2 separate regions of the Zea mays genome follow, and region 1 is linked to region 2. Evidence: chromatin contacts called from public Hi-C data. All regions are on one chromosome and are shown on one strand. Each heading gives the region's core, a stretch centred on a gene start, on an enhancer-like site or on the middle of the called end of the contact. The rest is flanking DNA. Distances are from core to core; before and after follow the strand shown.

Region 1 (5,370 bases), core at 814-3,313, 220 kb after region 2:
AGTTGATTTTTTCAAACCATACATGATTTCATACATACAGAGCAGAATCTTAAGATATCTGGCCTTCTCCAAGTCTTCTTTTAATGCAAATAATAGTATCATCAGCATAATAACACCGTGAGGAACAATGCGATCTCCAAGACCATTCAACAAACCATTTTCCTGAGCTCTATTCAACATTCTTGCCAAGCAATCAGCTACAAAGTTAAAAAAGAATAGGGTACAGAGGATCCCCTGTCTCACCTCCTTGAAACTTTTGACGTAATAATCAGGAAAGAATGGATTGTAATGCCCCGAACGGACAGCCGGACAGGCGACAACCATCGCACGCCATGTTGCCATGGGACATGCTCTATTGGTGACACTGTTACCTGCCTAACCTAATCTTGTGCAGGTTAATTTGTTGCGAGAGGCGTCGCTTACTCAGTTCACAGCAGTTTTAATCGGGAATATGAATATGCCGGCAAAATAGCCAAACTGTTTGGGGGTGATCTCGGCCTGTAGGTGTAGTTTCTTCCTCCGCTAGCGATGGACCCAATTATGAAGTAGTTAGTGTATGTTTCGGCCTTTAATGTCGATGGTTCATGGGCTCAAAGCTGGACTTGGTTGTTGGGCCGAGCTAGTTTCTGTAGATGCGGAAATCCAAGCTGTACACATGATGCTGGAAAGAGTGTCACATAGGATCAGTAATCACAGACTCACAGGAAGGAAAGGGAGCGTTGTTGTATTATTTGCACTGACTGACAGTCGGTTGACGTGACAAAGCTACACTCTAACGTGGCAGTTTCCCTATCATTCAGTTGACCTGATTATCTTTATCAGGCCGTCCCAAAAGATACTGTATTGACGTAATCATGTCTCAGCAAGTCAGCATGGCCTAAATGCAGTTCTCTTGCGGTCTGACCTGTTCATCTATACCTCTGGGAGTGTCCGGCTTCATCCCGTACGTGTATACAAACAACAAAAGCAGCAACGTCGCCGTGTCTCCGGACGAGCTGAGTGACGGACGCAAAGAGGTGGCGTTTTGGACCGGCGCGGGGACACGCGCGCAGGCAGTGGCGGATCCAGAATTGATTCAAGACGGGGGCTACTAAATTAAGACTATAATTTTTTTTAAACCAAACAAAAAATATAATTAATGTTTAGTATAACACAAGAAGCAAGATATAATTTAAACATTTCAGATCATTACAATCCCTAAGCGTCAATGTTCAGGACACTTTCTTTTTCACGAGCTCGTCTTCGTTCAGTCGTCGTCAGTGCTGGACGTTCAATGTGAAGCCGGGAGTCTCAGCATTCGTGGCCTGCGACGTCCCAACAACCCCATAAATAAATTCACGAGCTCACCGAGATGGAAGACTTGAAATTACCAAAGATCATGGAAACGCTGGCACAACCTCTGACACCGGCAGTAGCTGACGGTGGCAATCGAAACCAGCCCAAGAACTATGAGCAGACAGGTGAGGAGCTCGAGCCTGTTGTTAATTCTCTTGCATTAGCCCGTAGCCCGTAGGAGGAGGAGCGGCAGACGCAGCCTTTCTTGGGTCGCTGTTCCTTTCCCTTCTTCTGCAAAAGAACCAACTAACCAAAACTGAACTAGACCGATGCGTGTATATATGTGTACTGCACCTTTCTCTGGTCGCTTGTATGGGCCGCGACCGGGGCTGCAGCCTAGGCAGCCCCGGTCGTAGATCCGCCCCTGCGCACAGGCGACTCCACTACCTACAGTCACCGCCGCTGACAAATCGCACTGGTACTCTGCGTCTCTGCGCCCCTGCGTGCGTGTGTGCATGCATGCATGAGAACTGCGCGCAGCAGCCCGGCGGTCAGGCGGTGGGCTTTGCTAGCCGTTTGGCGTTGCATGCGGATGCGGCATGCCATGCCCGGTCGAAGACCAGGCGGCGACGGACGCCGTGACCGTGATGCATGCGCTGTTTGCTCGCGGGGGGCCGGGGTTGTCCGCCTGGCGGCTGGCGTCTGCCACAGGCCACAGCCGATCGGTGGTGGTGGTCCTCGTGGCCGGACCAGCAACCTGAGCAAGGTCTCTGTTGTCTTTGTGGCGCGCATGGACCGGTCTGGAGCGTTGAATTCCTTTACCATCCCATGGGACACCCACCCATCCTTTGGATCTGTACCCAGCGATGGCGACGGATCGAACGCACTGCGGACTGGACGAACCAAGAATGCACTGTGTAAGAGCATGGTAACTCGGAGCTTTGTCACCCACCAACTAGGCAACTACATCGATCCCAGCTTTCGTCGGTCGACGTTGCGTTGAGATAGCAAAGTGAAATGGCAGCGAGCTGATGGATGCCCGCCCTGTGCTGCCCTACACGGCTACACACACTGGCTCCAGTAGCTGGGTCGGTTAACGCTGGTCAACCTTTTCTTTTGTGTGAAACGGTGGGGTTTTCAGTGTTTTTAGCGCTAAAATCAGTCATGGTCTGACGGACCTATACATGTCAAACGTGCCGCCCAACACGACCGGGCACGGGCACAATTTGGACACGGCCGGAACAAGGCCATCCAGGCACGGCACGGTGGTCATCTCGGCCCAGGCCAGCATGGCCAACTTGGGTGCAGCCTAGACACGGCACGGTAGTGTACTAACCATGGCACTGTGGTATAGTGTGAGGCCAGACTCGAATACAGAAACATGAGAATACTCAAATTTAGACAGATTCAGACACTACTATACATATTCAGATACAAGTATATAGGTCCAACAGACAATTCATCAAGTAGAAGAATATAAAGATTATATTGGAGCTGTTATGTGCAATGTTGTATTATTAAAAACCTTCATAGGTAAAAACTCATACCTCGTGAGAAAACCCTAAGAAAGAAAAAAGAGTGCAGCCAACTCTTAAATTCTAATGTTCATAAATTCATTAGTCCATTACAACAAGTACATATTGCCATTCCAGATTATGTTGCATGTGGGAGTCCGCTAACTCCCCGTCTTTGATGCAGGATAAGACCTCCACCATGTCACTTGTAAGTCGTCGTCGTCGCTCCTCGATCACCCTGCCAGCCAAACTAAAACTAGATTCCGAGGATATGGTAGATGCAGGCACAATCATCACATCTTTAGTAAGGATAGACAGAATAGGGTAAGTTAGCTTATGGTCTTGCCGCTAGGAGAGAATGTTGAAACTATCATCAAACGGATTGACAGTATCATTGTCAAGGTATGAAGACAGCTCAAACTGAGATGTATCTGCCCAAGCAGTAGTAGATGAAGATGGAACACTACTACCTGCAATGTCATCACCATATATGTCATTCTAGGCCATTTTGTTCTTACCTTCATTACTAGTAGCTGATGGTTGATGTGTACGTAAGCATACATCACCAAAATTTGTCTCATACACCTGAAAGAGTTTAGCTAACTTTTTCCTCACATCTTGAGGAAACCTAGAGTAATCTGTACTAGTTAGAGTAGATAAACGTTCAAGAGTTTTATGAAAACCTCTCATTTTAGCTCTAGTATCAAGAATGAAAGCAAACACATAGAGAATGAGTATCTCTCTCTCCAATATTTAAGAAATTTATCTTTCATAGGAACAATAGCATCCCTTAATAATGCATCATTTTCAAATGCACTCAGATGTCTACCAATTATAAGTATTTGGCATTAATGGAGCAGTTGGATAATAAACACATGAAAGTGTGACAGTAGAGTCATAGAACAACTGAAGAAAGGATAGCAATTTCTCCGTAACATACTAGTGATTATTAGTAAATAAAGAAGTACCATCAATAGCCAATGGACAATTAGTTTAAATATAAACAACAAATGTACTTCTATGTTGAACAAGGTGCTTAAGCATCAAGAAAGTTGAATTCCATTTGACATCCATGTCTACACCAAATTTTCTAGGAGAAACACACCCATACTCAAGCAATAACTCTTATATGCAACAATTCTTTGGTTTGATTAATTCAAAAAGTTTATAGCAGTTCTAAAGTCCTCAAGATAATGTTTTACCCTTTTCAAACCAGATTTAACTATGAGATTGACAATATGACATGCACAACATTGATGCAATAGAATAGAAGCCAACTCATCTTCTTGATCATCAGTTGCAAACCCAAGATAGCCAGAGAATAATGGCTTAAGAAAAGACATAGCAGTTCTATTAGATGAAGCATTGTCAAGAGTAATAGCAAAAAAATTATCGGTTAATCCATATTCATCTACCACCATGTTAACACATTCAACAATGTTAGAACCAGAATGTTTCCCAGCAATTAGCCTAAGACCAATCAACCTTTTTTCTAAATCCCAATTTGAATTCACAAAGTGAGCAACAACAGAGAGATAATCCTCTTTAGACTTATTACTCCAAATGTCAAAAGTAAGAGCAACTAATGAAACAAATTTAAAATTTCTATCAGTTTTAGTACACGTTCACTGTAAAGTTTAATTAGATCTCCAGCAGTGGTTTGCCCAGAACATTTCACAAATTTTGGGCTATGAGCTCCAGTTATATACTCTTGAAAAGAATCAGATTCACCAAACCACAGAGGAAGACCCTCTCTAGCTATCAATCTACAAAGTTCAGTTCTAGCAACAGCAGGAGAGTACTCCCATCGAATCAGAGAGCCATCAGGATTAAATTTAAGAACTGACTAAACAATACCATCATGTTCTTGTTCTTTCTTAGCATTGCAATGATGCCAGAGAAAATGGCCAGTGCCAGCTAGATTTTGCACTCAAAGTCTACTTACAGATCTTGCAAAGGGCACCATACCTGACCCTCTTACCATCAATGACATGAGTTAGCTCCTCGAAATCATTCCATACTTTAGATCTAGGTACCCTCTTCTTTGATTTTCTTGCACTTGCACCGCCACCATCACTCGCAGTAGTGCTAGCCGCACCGTGGGGACCATAGACTCGGTAGGGTTAGGGCTCGTGGAGCCTATGCCTGTCGTCATCTCGGCGCCAACACCCAACAAAGCAACACAGGCATCTTCCTCGCTGTTAAATGTATCGTGCCGGTGTTCTTCCCCCTCGGCAGCTGGATCAAGATCCATGATAGGGTCCTCGACGACTGCGCGACACCATCCACCAGAACATGTCTCATACCTAGGTCAGGGCATCGGGCGCAACAAACATCAGTGTCGGCGTTTCGGACCCGGGGGTCCCTCGATCGAGCCGACCAGTGAATTTATCGCTGCGTGCCCCTGCCCAGATGGGTTGGCGCAAGATGGAACACAAGGGGGAATGCGGCTTGTATTATCTCGCACCAGGGGTGTGCACTAGTAGGGGTTACAAGCATCGAGAGAGAGAGAGGGTGAGCCTATTCGTTAGCTCGTTCCCCCGCGTGACCCCCCCCCCCATAGGAAGGCCCTGGACCTCCC
Region 2 (4,723 bases), core at 1,624-4,123:
TAGATGATGCTGTACTAGGGTGATTATAAATTTCTTCAGCATGCCTTAGAATGACGTACACCAATGGAAATATCACAAGGCAGGGTGATAGGATAAGCATTGCAATGCCAACAAATATAAGTCGCTTTCTCAACACATCTGGGCTTGTCAAAAACTCTTTCCTTACACAAAATTTACTGAAAAAGGAGAATGAACATTTTGTAATAGAATACACAATGAAGAGGAAGAAAACCCTAGTGAAATAAATTATTAGTAAACACTAAACAGAATGATTTGAACCATGCTGAAGCGATGCATGAATGCAGGGTAGAAAGAAATCTGGTATACACATTGGAAGTTGGGGAAGTCTAGATTGTAATGAGTAACCTTCACATGATCTGTTGCATGAGCTTCAGATGGACATGAAGAACTAGGATTCATCATAAATGATTTGTTCTATATGCATAGGCTATTTAAGCTAACAAGGTAATATGACACAACGCATCTGGTCAGCTTGAAAATGTATTAGTACAGATTGTGTTAGCACTTAGAGATCGGTATGCGAGTACCGAGTATACACACTGTAGTACGTGTTATGACAGAAGTTCTGTTCTATACAAAGTGTCACCAGTATTAAGTAAATACAAAATAAGTAAAATAATAAGGATTGGTATTGACAGATAGTGGATTTATTTCAGACTTCTAAAGTTCTGATGCAGCCAGTTCTGAAGCAGCAGCCTAACAGCTAATGCCTTCTTAAAGGCCTAGTTCCGCTTTTTTCCCATAAACGGCCTAGTTGCTCTGGGCTGAGCTAGAAAGAGTAGCATGTAAAAACAACACATAGCTTGGTCATGTAGAGGCTAAAGCAATTTAACAAACTATATTTTACAAAAAAAAAAGATCCAATGGAAGTAAGCAGTTACAGACTTCCTTACCTATCGAACATACTTTGAAAGATGCACCAGTTTAAGGTCCATTCAAGGGACTTTGGAAGTATCAGATAGTTTCTCCTGCCATGCTCATGTGATCCAGTTGGGCCAGCCCCAGGCACACAAGAATGAATTGGAAAAGAAAGAATGCCTTTATTGACCATCCCAATCAAATAATTTTCTTTCCTCATGATTCTCATGATAATATCATGCTCTGAGAGATCCCTAACAACACATAGTTTTTGAGATTTCTGGAGCAGGACAACTTTCTCAATTATTTTGGGCCATGATATAGTTTGAATCTCAAGATCATTGACCTTAAGTCTGCATAAAGGTAAACAGAATAAGGGCAAAGTCATTGCTCTGAGCTACAAAGAAAAAAGATTAAGCATGAAAAACATAGGCAGAAAAGTTACCTGTCATAGTAGAACTGACGAACATTGAGTGTACTTCTTAACTGTACAAAGAACTTGAGAAAGTTGGTAAGTCCATAAGCTGTCATTATGACCATTGATCCAACAGTTATCATTTTGGGCAATGTGAAGGGAACTAATGGATCATGCTTAATGGCCTTCATAAGATCACATGGTTTCTCCCCAGACTCAAGTGCCTCCACACCGCATTTCAAATGAATAAGAGTATCCCAATCAACAAATAAGAAAAAGAACCCGATACAGCATACCATAAAAAGTACATTGAGGATCTCTATTATCCATTTGGTAATGATACACCTGAGCCCTTTTGCGCAGAAATATTCGTAAAGCCTTTCAAAGAAAATGTCCAGATCAGGGATAGGTTCTTCCTTGACGCCTTCGTCATGGAGAAGTCCAGATGGGCTCTCGCTTCGAGAACTTGGCAATCTCCGGTAGTCGGACAACTCTATTTCAGGTGGAATATCAACAAGCAGCTGCGCTGATAACGGCGATTGGCTTCTCCATGGCCAGTTAAGTCTTGTTTGTGCATGTGCGTCCTTCGAACGGAAGGACATCATTCATGAAAAGAGAAAGCAGGGCCAGTTGATAGGTCCCTTGCCATGCCAGACGTACACACCTGCACAGGAAAATAAATATTCACATTTTGCATACTGCCATATATTCGATTGAAGTAGCAGCACAATGAAACCAGAGTACCTTGAAAACTCACAATTAAGACAAGTCAGTCGATTAAACAGAAGGGCCATAGAATGGGAAATGATTACTATTTGGAGCAGAAGCAGGTCCGAAATTAAGTCTTGGCAAGCTTAAACAAGTACATTTGGAAGGCATCAAAGCCCAATGGAACATATTAGTAGCTATCATTCTGGAACAAAATGAAAATTCCCCATGCCAAGACCTAAATCTCTACCAGCTTTCCATATCTAGCACCAAGCAGCAATAATTGCAGGCTTGCGGACGAAGCTGAACTACCATCAAGTTCTTTGGATCAATGGATTAATCGATCAACTCCTCGCTAAGACGAAAATGGCCGAAACGTAATCGTATAACACCTGGCCCCTTCACATACCAAGGTCGTTCTTCGGCAAAAGCAGCTCGATGCGCAACACGGCTACACCACCACGGTTCAGCAGCTAACCAATAGGTTGAGCTAACTATCCGCAAAAGCTGTACTCTACCCACACCACCAACGTCTAAACCAACCCCCTCACAACGCATGCCCGGTTCAACTACCAGAGTTGTTAGCTAGTTATCGCCAAACCACCGGAATCGAATCGAACTCGTTCCGTCGATCTATCCACAAAATCGACAGAAAATAGAATCCACGCGGAGCGGAGAAAGGCGCTTCACCGACCTGAGGGTCGCGCCGGCGATCCGCGGGGCGCAAGCGCGAAGGCGGCCGGGTCGTGGGGGAGAAGCGCGGGGCGACGAGGGCTGGAGGCCTCGCGTGAGGTGGAGGTGACTTGCGGTGGACTGCAGCGCCGCCGGGGTTGGGGTCCGGGCTGGGGAAATTGCGCGAGAGGGGGCGAAAGGGAAGGGGCGGGGGGCAGCCAAGGGAGGGCGTGCGTTTCAGGAGACGTGTAGGGATCGAGAAGGGGGATCGTTTTGTTCGTTCCGTTTATCCGCGGGTTTCTTCGTGTGTTGCGTTAATCACCAAGGAACTGGGAATCGCAATGGGCTCGCGCGTGGGACCCGCCGATGGTTAGTTTATTAATTCACTGTTGAACACTATCATTTGGGGCAAGAGAGAGCCTATATTGTCATCTTCTTTCAGGAAAAAACAACGAGCTGGTACGGACTTGCACGTCACGCTCACTTTTATTAGCGGAAGAAATTTATGTAAGCAGCCGTTATGATCGTGTAACATGATTCTAAAGCTCCCAATCCCTCACAACTTCTTCACATCGGACGCTGTAAAGAATGATGGTTTTGTTCTTTTCTTTGTTGTATATTAAATATTAGCCATATCCAAAGGCAGACCCAGTACATAACGAGAGTGAGTATACGGACAAGCAATGTCAGAGCGAGGATATCTAATGGTATGTTTGGTTGGATATATAATGAGGGATGGAAGAGGGTCACAGTTTTATAATGTTTGATAAGAATCACGTTAGAATGAGCTAAACATTGAAGTAATTTTTGGTAGCGCCGTTATCAAAAAAACGAGGGGGCGTTGTCGCCCCACCTCATTCTATTTTGATTTCAAACCAAACATATTCTAATTTGAACTAAGAAGGGATCTTATTTGAAATAGATAACTAACTCGCCTATATGTAGGCCTGCCCCTGGTCATATCAGACGATATGGTGATTTAGCTGGTCCATTGCAAATGTATATACGTATAAGCATGAGCGTGGCTATTGCTGGGAATCATACCGGTTGGGTCCGCTCAAATTCATCGTGCTTTCCGTTAAATGGGTTCGAGCCAAGAAGATTAAAAAAATTGGGTCGTGTCGTACGAGTCTAAAGAGTAGAAACAATGGTCTAACTTAAATTTAAAGCACGTCATGTCTTCGTTAGACCATGCCGACCTAAACATAAGCTATATTTAAACTATATAAAATCCAAATAATACAACCACATAAAGTTTATACCTTACTAAATTAAAGATATTAGACAATACTAACATCATTTAACCACATAAAGTATAAATATTATAACAATGATGTCTATATCTTACTAAATTAAAAAAATTAAATAATATGGTTTTATTGGGTAGTGCTAGCCTAAGCCCGGTCTATATGTGCGGGACGTGTGGGGGCAGTCGGAATTTGAGACTCGGTTTGGATCCGTCTTAAAATCGTGGAGCTCCGATAAGTCAGAATTTGAAGCTTGACCTAGACCCACCTTTAGATCGTGCCAGTCTCGTATTGGCAAAAAAAAATTTAACTCGGTCCATGTTCCCAGTACCAAGGCGTGGCAATACAACCTGACGGGGGCACGGGGCTTCTTCGCAGACCAGCCACGCGTCCAACCATGCGGTGCACTGGTCGGCTGCCTACGCCTTCGCTTGTGCCACGCACGTACCACTGTACCGTTCGTGCACACATTCTGGGTGTGAGCAGAGAAAGCGGTCAGCGTCACCACCTCCATGACTATGAGCGAATCGAGCATGCAGCCGTGGAACCGGGAGCCCGCACCCAGCCGTGCACGCGTTACGTGATCAGTGACTGCCGTGATCCGAAGGCGTGACGGTCCGGGGCTAAAAGCGTTGCGTGCTGCCTAGCTGTGTTTGTGGCATTGGACTAGCTGATCATGCTGTTTATCATGTTGAGAAAAGAATCTGTTGACGCCCTTTTCGAGGCGCCAATTACTCAAGAGAACCAGCGGCGGTGCTCTCTGGTCAGGCGCGGACGGTCCGCGACACAGGGCCGGACGGTC

Evidence for each region. Hi-C and Micro-C count contacts between places; a contact is called where the count stands out from the background.
Region 1: a contact with region 2 is called in a Hi-C map of tassel, with 1.8 times the contacts expected there. The contact joins the enhancer-like site here to the promoter of LOC100502331 in region 2. A contact is called at or near these places in 3 of 25 Hi-C or Micro-C datasets (ear, leaf and tassel).

The regions. Positions count from the first base shown.
Region 1 is chr1:34,082,373-34,087,742 of Zm-B73-REFERENCE-NAM-5.0, forward strand. No RefSeq gene overlaps it. Among protein-coding and RNA genes, the nearest start is that of LOC103633575, 49 kb to the right of the region's middle. Within about 2 kb of position 2,064, at least 18 of the 20 cell types and tissues checked have an H3K27ac peak or open chromatin away from gene starts, as enhancers often do. A contact at or near this core is called in ear, leaf and tassel, where this site is marked.
Region 2 is chr1:33,861,217-33,865,939 of Zm-B73-REFERENCE-NAM-5.0, forward strand. It overlaps LOC100502331 (autophagy protein 9), which reads right to left and starts at 2,874. Exons shown (of 10, transcript NM_001112351.3): 1 at 2,697-2,874; 2 at 1,325-1,958; 3 at 915-1,232; 4 at 1-176. The coding sequence starts at 1,899.